2 separate regions of the Gossypium arboreum genome follow, and region 2 is linked to region 1. Evidence: chromatin contacts called from public Hi-C data. All regions are on one chromosome and are shown on one strand. Each heading gives the region's core, a stretch centred on a gene start, on an enhancer-like site or on the middle of the called end of the contact. The rest is flanking DNA. Distances are from core to core; before and after follow the strand shown.

Region 1 (5,617 bases), core at 1,982-4,481:
TTATAGTGTGGACGAAACCAATAAAATACTTGTCAAAACTAAATCATTGACCACAGTTTGTGAAAACTTTGTTAAAATATCTTTCTTTTTTAATTTAAAAACAACAACAAATTTGTTGAAAAGAAGAGATAACAAAGAATTTGAATTGATGAGTGGACTATACTGAAGATCACTAAATTGAAGATTGTTTGCTTTACAACCACAAGCCCAAAGCAACCAATACAATATATGCCACGACTTAGATGTCAAATAAATTCAAAAAAACTAAAAAAAGAAAAAAAAGGAAATTCCACATTACATGGGAAATGTCAATAACATAGGTTTATTGCTAAAACTTTGTTATCTGCAATTACATCACAAATTAATCATTGAAAGTTAATTAACTGTACAAATGTATACATAAAAACACACATGGGGCCCTTTCTATCCCACTTCTTCCCCATGCTCCTTTTCTTCTTTCATCTCAGTATGAAAAGCTACACTTGTATGTACATTTGAGACAATGGCATTTTCACTTTAGTGCACCTTGATATGACTCGAACATATAACCTTGTCGATGAGCCACTCGATGCAGCTGATCATAGCCTGCGAGTACCCCGGCTCCTGCTACACCAAGAAGCATATTAGCAGTAACTCCTCGGAATAGTGCTGAAAACCCCTCGAGATGAACAATCTCACGAAAAGCATGGATAGCACTGCGATACTTCTTCGATTGTCCAGAGGTTAACATCATTCGGCGTCGAACCGTGTCGAAGGGATAGGCACAGACCCCGGAAACTGTGGTGATACTCCAACCCAGGAAGAAGCTAGCAAAGAAATTCCCCTGCAACGAACAAAAAAGATATGATACAAAGTAATTTTATGTAGTCAGCAATTAGGAGTATTTATTATATGATCATGACTGGTTAAATTGCAAACAGCAACAACTAATAACTATATCCTATGCCCCGAGGCACCAAGATGCATATTAAGAAGATTTGAGATCATAGTTCATAATTGTGCATCCAATCATCTAACATAAACAGTTACCATCTACAAAGCTAAATAGGAGCAGTTGTGAGAATACAGTTCTACAAGAGAGGATTGGATGCTCACCTCAAGAGGCCCCACTAAAAGTATAGGCTTCATCGTGTCATAGATCCCAAAGTACAAGCCACGGTACAAAGTAATCCCCATGATTGAAGCCCCAAATCCTCGATATAGGCCCACAACGCCATCAGTTGATAAAGTTTCACGGTATACATCTAGTAGCCCTTTGAACTGGCGTTGACTATCAGTACCAAGTCTAGTACGCGCATAATCCAAATGATACAAAAACAAGGATGTGGTTGCTCCAGCAGCACTCCCTGAAGCCATATTTCCAGCAAACCACATCACATAACCATCCTTCTCTTTCGAGCGCCCAAAAATGCTTTTGAAGTAACCTTTAAATGCAAAGTTGAAAGCCTATGGATAATCGAACATCTGTTAAGTAACAAAATTAGGCAGGACAAATACTTGCAAAGGTAAAATGTAAAAATAAGTAAATAAAGATGTTTCATGCTAGCAGCAAAAGATTTCAAAACATCCCAGTACAGATATATAAAATCTGGGACAAAAGCTTAACTTGTTCCATAAACAGTAAACCCAAAGCTACCATATAGCTAAGGATTGGTAAGGAAGATAAAAAGGAGCCATGTTCAAATTACCCAAGTTTGATTTACTATTTCTTAGGTTGAGGAAACTAAAACTTCTCTACTAAAAAGTTAACCCGTTTTCTTTCTTCCATTTAGTTCCTGTTTATGTCTCAAACTAATATGAAAATGAAGATAAAGTCTCTCTGTAATAACTGAAGGAGAAGTTCTTCTGTCAGCAACCTTCATACCTTAGCAGGTAAAGAGATTTTCCTTTAACCTCAGTTTGTCTCAAAATGCCAAAGACAAGAAAATCGAGTAGTTGGTGTAGGTACATCAGGAAGATCTTAATCGATAAAATTCATCAGTTGTGATGTCTAATCACTAATACTAACCAGGTACATACCAACTACAACATGCCAACATTAAGTTTTTTGTCCTTAGAACTTCATGGAACATGCATTACAGGGATAGATCCCAAAGGCAATTCATCTATGAATAGCATATAGTACCTTTCCCACAAACAAACGATTGCCATAGTCATAGAAGATTAAAGCATAGGAAAACCTAAAACTCATGACATAACACCACTCAATTAGTGGAACTTTTAAATAGAACAGCATAATGATTATCCATACATTGATGATTCTATATTGGCATCTTTCAGTAGTTGTACAGATTAATCTGAAGCAGCAAGCACAAATCAACCAAAGCTCATAAAGTAGTTTTTAACACTGATTCTTGCAATTGTTCATAAACGACTCCATCAATTAAAAAAGAAATACCATGTCATTTAAATACCCTAATCTGTCAAATTCAGGCATTACCTAGTTCTTCAACAATATTATTCAAGTACATGATCAAAATTAAGGACAAATAAAATGGAAGCATAAAATCCAGCAATGAGAAACAGAACAATTTCTTTATAAGTTTCCTAGTGTGAACAATAGGCAAAATAGAAAATCATAAGTTTCAACCTGAGTGGGAAAATATCTGATGACATTGGCTTGGTTACCCCTCCAGAAAGAGAAAAGACCTTCATCCTTCAAAACCCTTTTAAAGCAATCACCAACACCATTATAAGGTTTCTGAAGGCTTCCCCTTTTTATCATCTCCCCTTGATTTTGCAACAATAGCTTCACTCTTTCAATGGGGGCTGCTGCGCTCTTTGACATTATAGCAGCCATTCCAGCCATCACAAAATCCATTGAGAATTTCTCAGATTTATTCTTACCCATTTCCATCTTTTCTCTTGGCTATCTTTCTACAAATGCCAATACAATAAACCCAGAAAGAAAACCCATAAATTTCCATTGAACAAATCAACTAACCAGGAAAAAAGGGAAATACCGAGATTAATTAACCATAAAAAAAAAGAAGAGTAAAACAGAGTAATATGAATGGGAGTATGGAAATTCAAAAGAATGGAATTAATAGAGAAAAGGAAAACGTGAGGAAAGAGAGGGATTGAAAGGGGAATTACCAGAGCGAGGGGAGGAAGGGAAGGAAGCTGAGAAACGAAGACACAGATTCCTTTAGGATTCCTTTGGAGTTCACAGAATTTGAGAGGCTGGCACCGGTTGTTGTAATCTATTAAATTAATGGAAATAAAATGGGAAATCGCGATGGCTTACGTAACATTTATTACAATTTGCAAATAAGTCCTTAGGCTAGTATGCTTAGGGTTAGGTTTTTTTGGGGCTTGAGACCTGATGTTCGGACCACATGGTTCCAGCTAAGTTTGAAATCGAATCAAGTTGAACCCGTTTTGGTAGCAAATTCATTGAGAGAAATTTTTATTTAAATTTATAAGACTTAAACTTACTTTAAAGGTTTTAGAGTTCTTTATCATTGAACCCTGTTTATTAATAGCTGTGAGTTGCAAATTGGTTATTGAAGTTATTTTTTGTTACTTTGTTAACTATAGCATTAGGTTGTTGAAGGTTATTATTCGTTGCTTCAATGTTGTAACTCGTTGTTTCTTTGGACAGTTGAGCATTGGTTTTTAAATGAAAAGAAAACTCCCTCTCTCTCTAGGCTTTCTAACTAAAGCCTTCATTGTTGTTTCTTCTTCTCCAAACCCAATTCTTTTTCTTTCTTATTTTCATTGAATAGTTTTGTTGGTAAATTCTTAAGGTAACTTCAATTCAACATATATCGAATCGTGGTTCTTACCTATAGATAAAAAAGGCAGTGGTTCTTAAGAAATTGCTACGTTGCCTTCAATCTCACATCCAATTGATACTTTAGATGCAGTATTAGATTCACGTACTACCATAAAGTTTCATCATCCTTTCACATATAAAAGGGTGAATATTAGGCTTAAGTAATTTCTTGATGGCTTTATGATGATTCCAACAAACAATGTTCAATAGTGAAAGAAGTCAGGTCCAAAATGAAGTACATGCTATGTATGTTCAATAAGATTGTGCTCTTGTCTCTTGGTTGCTTTCACAATAAGTCTACATATGTAACACCCTTCACTCGATCCAGTTGCCAGACTCGAGCTACAAAATGTTATAACACAAAAAATTACAAATACAAATGTTTAAGAATAAACTCAAACCAAAATTAAGTCATAGTAATCATTTGGTACAATTTAAAACCTCTTTCGAGTCTTATACGAGCTTACGAAAGCTCTAAAGTTGACCCGGGATCAAACAAGGACCAATTAGAAACTTTTTCAAAAAAGAAAGGCAATTATGTAAAAAAGGGGCTTAAAACCATGCAACTCTTTGAAGTCATGTGGTGAAAACGTCCAAATTTTAATTTCAAAAGTCACAAGGCCGTGTAACAAACTGAGACCGTATGGATAAATTTTACCATTTCTATAGTACTCATACGGCTGTTTGGTTGGCCCGTGTGACAATCAAGAATCGTGTGGTTCCAAAAACACTTTCCTACCAGTGATCACATGGCCGTGCCATGAGCTCGTGTAGAACAAAAATAAGTCATTTGGTGCTTGTTTCAAAACCAACTATTAAACGTGACCTCTAAATTTCATTTTAGCAAACATAAACTTACTCAAAACATGCAAATTCCATGCCAAAACATAACTAATAATCACCTAATAAATTCACAAAACCAATATGTCACATTTGACACCAATTCACAACAAATGCACGTAAATCTTTCCAAACCATTTCATATCACAAGATAGTTCATATGTGCATGACCTATTATGATTAACCATCCACATTTGCACAACAAAATACTAAGCCTATGAGCATGGCAATTCATCACATCCATAGTTTACCATAAGTGTTCAAAAATCAACAATGCCACAAAACAACTTTCCATTACAACTATTAGACACTCCCATTTACATGCCATGTATAACTGAGTTAAACCACTAAAAGTCTACCGAATCAGGAGATAGATATCATGGGCTTCTCGTAAATCTGATCGACAAGATTTGAATGTCCAAAATCTACAGAGAAAGTAGTGACGACGGGTAAGTCTTACGAATACTTAACAAGCTTACCTATAATACCAACACAATTCTAACAAGGTGAGATGGCATACTTTAAAAAACATAAAATACATCAAATAGAAAGCTTGACATTTCATAGTTTTTAAATCTAATTCAACCACATTTCTTCCATCTATGTATACTCAAAATTCCGTTATTCAAGTCTTTCATTCTTCCTCATTTAAACATTAAGCTCATTCCATAACCTATCAATTCCACATTCCACTTCTTTTTAAACTACCCAATAAAACATCGTAAAAGAACTCAATACATAAGTGCAAATCACATCTGATGCTCATTCGATCTAATCATATACATTGGTATTAGGTTACCTATCTGGGATAAACCTTTTAGTGACACAATAATAGCTTGTCCAGGTCTATATATACATGTAAGGTTACCCATTCGGGCTAAACCTAAAAAACAACATCAAGTTACTTGTTTGAGTTAAACCTGTGTCACATATATCTTCGAGTCTACAACAAATGTTGGATCTCAAAATCATCAAAAATCAACCTGTAACCATGTGTAT
Region 2 (5,967 bases), core at 1,457-3,956, 200 kb after region 1:
CCATTTATTTGGAGGGTTATATCACCACAATCATGTCCAAATATGTGTTAACATAGGTGAACAAGAAAAATGAAAAATCAAAAGTTATGGTTGCCTTGCAGGTAAGACAAGAAGTCAGAGGCGCCAAAAGTTTAAAGAAAGCAACTAAGTTTACTTTAGTAATATTCATAAATATCCGTGACTTTTATGTTTTACATCTTGTAAATGCTCCCAACATTGCGCAGGCTTCGTTAGTGGCAGACTTCAAGGGACCATGTTGACAAATACATCCTTTATTTGCGAAGATGTTCGAACTAGTGGCCTTTTGCATCCTGAGAAATATGTAACAAACGAATGGGGCAAACGGATAAAAGTTGAAGATGGGACGGATTTTAGCCCTCTTTCTGCCATACCTGTCAAGAACGGGGGGCATTTTGAGAAACATTTTCCCTATTTCCATAATGGACCTAGTGCAGTCACTGGAGGCATTTTAGCTGAGAACAATGCACGATATCCTCGTGGTTTTGATGGGACTTATTCTGGATCACGGCCTTTGTTCCAAGGCACCTCCTCGTCAGCAAGTGAAGACATCAATGTTTTCGATGCAGCATTGAGCATTCAGGGATTATCTGGGATTTCGGATTCTGTTTGTGCTCTCTCTCTTCTGTCATCTCAATCACACAGCTCTTCAAGCCGCCCATCAGGAATTCCCATGGCCCGTTCCCTGGTTATTCCGGGCTACCATAACCATCACATGACTCAAGTCTCGGAAAAGCTTGACAGAGTATCGAATACGATCTCTTCATCAGGGATCAATTCAACCGAAGGCGGTAACATGGGTGCTATACTGATATCTGATAGTAGTGAAGCTGCCAACTTCAATATCACTGATGGACTATCATGCAAAGATGGACCGACGATCAACTTGCTTCAGCTTTCATCGCAGCTTCAGCGAGTGGAACATCAAAGACAATCTATGCAAGAAGACAATGAAAATGAGACCTACCTCCGAATCGTTTAAGTACAGATTAAGGTAAGTAATGATGCTCAAGTTGAATGACATTATGATCATATATCTTTGACATTTGAACCAAGTGTTTTGTTTATCTAACATTCTTCCATTCTCTGAATTTGCTGGCCTGGAACTAAATGATTGGACTTGCAATGGAAGACAAGTTCAATGTTGCTGAAAGCTGCACAGTTCTTGAGATGTCCGAATAGTCGGCGTAACATAGATGGAAGCATGATGAGAAAGTTCAGCAGCTGCTAACTGGATTCCCCACCCCACCCCTCCACTCGGTTAAGTTTCACCTAGACTTTTACAAGTTATTTTGTAATCGAAAAAAAATTGTTTGATTATGTTTCTCGAATTAAAAATGTTTTGATGAACAAAATTATCAACATTTCTGTTTGCAACATTCATCAAATCAAGTTTAATATTCGACACTCGCTATTTAGATGCGTAACTAAAGCAAAATTATCAAACAAGTTTTATATGAGCTTGTGATATAAAACTTACTAAACTGCTTAAATTTTAGGGTAAATTATACTGTTAGTCATTAAAATATGGGTAAGTTTAATTTTAGTTAGTTAATTTAAAAAAGTTACAATATTAATCTTTGAACTATTTGAAAGATTTCATTTAAGTTATTAAATTATTCAAAGTTTTTATTTAAGTTATTGAACTGTTGATTTTTTTTTTTAAATCACTAGTGAGCTCCAAGCGATTATTCAACAGCCAGTATGACAGATTAATATCCATCGATGAGTAGGAGAATATATTTTAGATCTAAGTTGATTTAACGGTTATTTATATTTTAGATCTAAGTTGATCTAACAGCTATTGTAAGAGAATAAATCTATTTGAATTTTAGTTCACAGATTTGTGATGAATAAAGTTATTTCATAAAATAAATAAAAAATAAAAAAACTGAACTATAGAAGAGAAAATGTTAGAGAGTTTTTAATCAGTGCAGGTAATGGGATAGCATTGATTTTAATATCCCAATGACTTACAATGTAAATTTTTTGAATAATTCAATGATCAAATTATAACTTTTTTAATTAAGTGATAAAAACAAAAATTTATTCATAATTTAACAAGTAATGGTGTTGGTTAGAGAAAAAGTTGGTGTATGGTTAATGGATAAATTGGGTAAATTACCCCAAAGCTAGGAAGTTCCCGCTGCGTCATGTACATCAATTACTCACTAAACTTGTAGTAACAATTTGTTGTTTTATGCCATAAATAATTATACTGGGAAACTTGGCTCGTCACGTTAGCATAAAATCTCAAAGTTGATTTTACTTTCTTTATTTTTTTAAACAGAGTTAGCATAAGCAAAATGGGAAGTTGGAAAATCCTCGTCTGAATAACTCAATTATTCCATTTAAACTATCACATATGTTGCATAGTCAAAACTAAAAATTTTGTTGTTGCCATTTCCCTATCCCTTTTACAATCTATTATTATTATATTATTAATTGTGAAACAGTTGAGTAGTCATTATCATTAGGTGAGTTGACTTCAATAACTGCAAGCTCTCACACCCACCAATTTAATTAATTAATTTTAAATGGAAATCATTTGTTTGGTAGGTGATTTAATCGAGTTTAAGATGTTTCTGTATTTGACGAATATCGGCAGTTAGAAGATTGTGCTCAGAATATGTCTGAAAAAAGTTCCAAGTCATACTCACATATATATACAACAAAACCAGTGGTTAAGGCTGACATAAACAATTCTTGTTTGTTGGGGGAATAGATATAAAGCCATAGGAGTATCATTGTTTACAGACAGCAGGAGTACTTCTTGATATTGCACAATGATGTTCTACAAATTTGCCTACCCTCTGCCAATGGTTGCTTTCTTTGCTATAATCATTTCCCAAGCAGGTCAGTTGCTATAATCATTTCGTGTTTTAGTTAATTTTTTTGCTAATAATTTCCTTTCCCTTTTCTACTTTTGTTGTAGGAGCATATGATCCGTTAGATCCTAACGGAAACATAACAATTAAATGGGACATTATGTCCTGGACTCCGGATGGTTACGTTGTAAGTATAACTTAAATTCATTTATTATACTCATATTTTTTTCATTAAACTCAAGATTAATTAATTGGTTCACTTAGTCACTTTAAAAGATAAAATTTCAATAAATTTGGTCAAAATTGTGACTTCCTTTATACCAAAAATAATAATTTTCATTTATATTGATCAAATGTTAAATGTGAGTTTCAAATATTGATATGTATCCATCACTAATATATTAAAACTTTTTCAAATTTTTTCTTATAGTTGAAAGTTACCTAAAATAAGGGCGTAGCTAAGGGTTAGTAGGGCATTAACCCAGAATAATAACAATTTTAATCCATTCTAATTATAGAATATTCAATTTAACTTTTTTTAATCAATTTTATCTTTTAGCTCCAAACTTTTGAAATTTTATTTTAACCCCACAATACCCAACTTCTAGCTTCATTCCTGGTCAATATCCTAATACGCATATGCATGCGAATATTACTTAGATTTAGTAATTATAAAGTGTCTTTTATTAAACTCAAACTTAAATTAGACTGTTCATGTAATCATTTTTAAAATTTGGTTGGATATAAGATCCCATACTAAAATTTTCAATATTCATTTTTATAGTAAATATAACTTTTGAGTGTGGGATAGTTGAAGAAATAGAAATGCAAGCTTACATATATATCATGTCTGATATGCAGGCAGTTGTAACAATGACCAACTTCCAAATGTATCGGCACATAATGAGCCCTGGCTGGACCCTAGGCTGGGTTTGGGCTAAGAAAGAAGTGATCTGGTCAATGGTGGGAGCCCAAGCCACTGAACAAGGAGATTGTTCAAAGTTCAAAGGAAACGTCCCACACTGCTGTAAGAAAAACCCCACCGTCGTGGACTTGCTCCCCGGAGTCCCATACAACCAACAGATAGCCAATTGTTGCAAAGGTGGCGTCGTGTCGTCATGGAGCCAAGACTCCTCCACCGCGGTTTCGTCCTTTCAGGTGGGTGTTGGCCGTGCCGGGACTTCCAATAAAACGGTGAACCTGCCGTTGAACTTCACTTTGCTTGGTCCTGGTCTGGGTTACACATGCAGCGGAGCTAAAAAGGTGCCGTCCACTGTTTTCCTCACCCCTGATGGTCGACGAAAAACTCAAGCATTGAGTAAGTTTTTGATAATTTGCACTTAAAACAGATATACTTACATCCGACATAAGTGTTGTTATTTGTGTTGCAGTGACATGGAATGTGACATGCACGTATAATCAGATTCTGGCATCACGATATCCAAGCTGTTGTGTCTCGATGTCTTCATTTTACAACTCCACAATCACACCTTGCCCATCATGTTCTTGTGGCTGCCAAAACAACAATAATTGCATCTCGTAAACCTTCTTTCTGATCCCACACGAAAATGTTTTTAACTATGGGATTTCACTATATATCATCATCCCTAATGACATTAGTCTACAAATTGCAGGAGTGATGCAGAGATAGAAAGTGTAGTTGGCAAGAACAGAACAAGGAGTAGAAATTCGAATGCGATGATAAGGTGTACCAACCATATGTGCCCCATCCGAGTGCATTGGCATGTGAAGCTGAATTACAAGGAGTATTGGCGAGTGAAGATGACGGTCACTAATTTCAACTACGCCATGAACTACACGCAGTGGACACTTGTGGCTCAACATCCTAACCTCCACAACATCACCCAAGTTTTCAGTTTCGAATATAAACCCCTCCTTCCTTACAAATACACAAGTAAGTCCTTGTCTTTGATTTGAATTTCCCTAGGCAGTCGACAAGTGGGCTAACCATGGACTAACATTGAACCTGCAGATGACACTGGTATGTTCTATGGCTTGAAGTTCTACAATGACGTATTAAAGGAAGCCGGAGCTGATGGAAACGTCCAATCAGAATTGATTCTTAAGAAAGACATGAGTACATTCACGTTCAAGCAAGGTTGGGCTTTCCCTAGGAAAATATACTTCAATGGCGATGAATGCGCCATGCCAGCTCCAGATGAATATCCTTATCTACCAAACTCTGCAAATTCAAAGCTGATTTCAATATCGACAATGGCTTCCTTTTTGCTTTTGGTTTTCGCTAATCTTTTGGGGATGATTTGAAGTGAGTGAGTGAATGAAAGCATGCAGGGAAAAGATGAAAGAAACCAAACCTTTAAGAAGGTAAGCCATTGGCAGGCAGCCATGTGGATGAAGTTGAAGCAGTAGGGGGTAGATGAAAAAAAGTGTGACATGAAGGATTTTGCAGAGAAAAGCCAATAATGAATCTGGGTTTTTCCAAGGTTTTATCATTAGTGGCTCGGGCCGGGTTTCAGTCTGGATTTTTAGTTAAGCTGGTCCAAATTAAAGGTTGATCCGTAAATATGTTTTATTTAAAAATAATAAAATATAGTGAAATTTTATTTTTACATTGATATTGATATATTGATAACTAAATTTAATTATTTTTTTTATTAAAATAATAATTCGCATCTAGCCTGCTTGAATTTTAAATTGTTTATACAAAAGTCCCAATCAGGACAAATCCTTAAATAATTTTCTTTCTCAAATTGGCAGAGAGAAGCTTTAGACTGAAAATAGTAAAATTGGGATTTGGTCTCTTTAAAGTTATGGATTAATACAACAATAAAATTGTATTTTAACTTTTTTTAAATTAAAATTTAATTTTAGCTTCTTTAGGTAAAAGAAATGAAATACGATGAGCCTATCCTATGCAAATTTGTATTTTTTTTTTTTTTGCTTGAGTTGCATGGATTTTTTTACAGATAAATTCTTATTTAAAAATTTTAAGTGTTATCTTTCAATTTATATTTTTAAAATATCTATTTTCATCGCATATTTTTAAGGAAACTAGGTTATTTTATTTATAATAACAAAATAATAAAATGAACGAAATCAAGCGATGAGGAATAATTAAAATCCAAACTGAAACAAAACT

What was found. Hi-C and Micro-C count contacts between places; a contact is called where the count stands out from the background.
Region 2: a contact with region 1 is called in a Hi-C map of leaf, with 2.9 times the contacts expected there. The contact joins the promoter of LOC108480172 here to the promoter of LOC108480812 in region 1. A contact is called at or near these places in 3 of 5 Hi-C or Micro-C datasets (all in leaf).

Annotation. Positions count from the first base shown.
Region 1 is chr1:20,654,020-20,659,636 of ASM2569848v2, forward strand. LOC108480812 (ADP,ATP carrier protein ER-ANT1) reads right to left here and starts at 3,232. Exons shown (of 4, transcript XM_017783922.2): 1 at 3,097-3,232; 2 at 2,591-2,877; 3 at 1,096-1,446; 4 at 307-823. The coding sequence starts at 2,857. The coding sequence ends at 512.
Region 2 is chr1:20,857,703-20,863,669 of ASM2569848v2, forward strand. LOC108480172 (COBRA-like protein 4) reads left to right here and starts at 2,707. Exons shown (of 6, transcript XM_017783070.2): 1 at 2,707-2,874; 2 at 2,954-3,033; 3 at 3,708-4,164; 4 at 4,238-4,385; 5 at 4,481-4,761; 6 at 4,840-5,473. The coding sequence starts at 2,805. The coding sequence ends at 5,132. It overlaps LOC108480171 (squamosa promoter-binding-like protein 6), which reads left to right. Exons shown (of 5, transcript XM_017783069.2): 4 at 225-1,012; 5 at 1,151-1,425. The coding sequence ends at 1,000.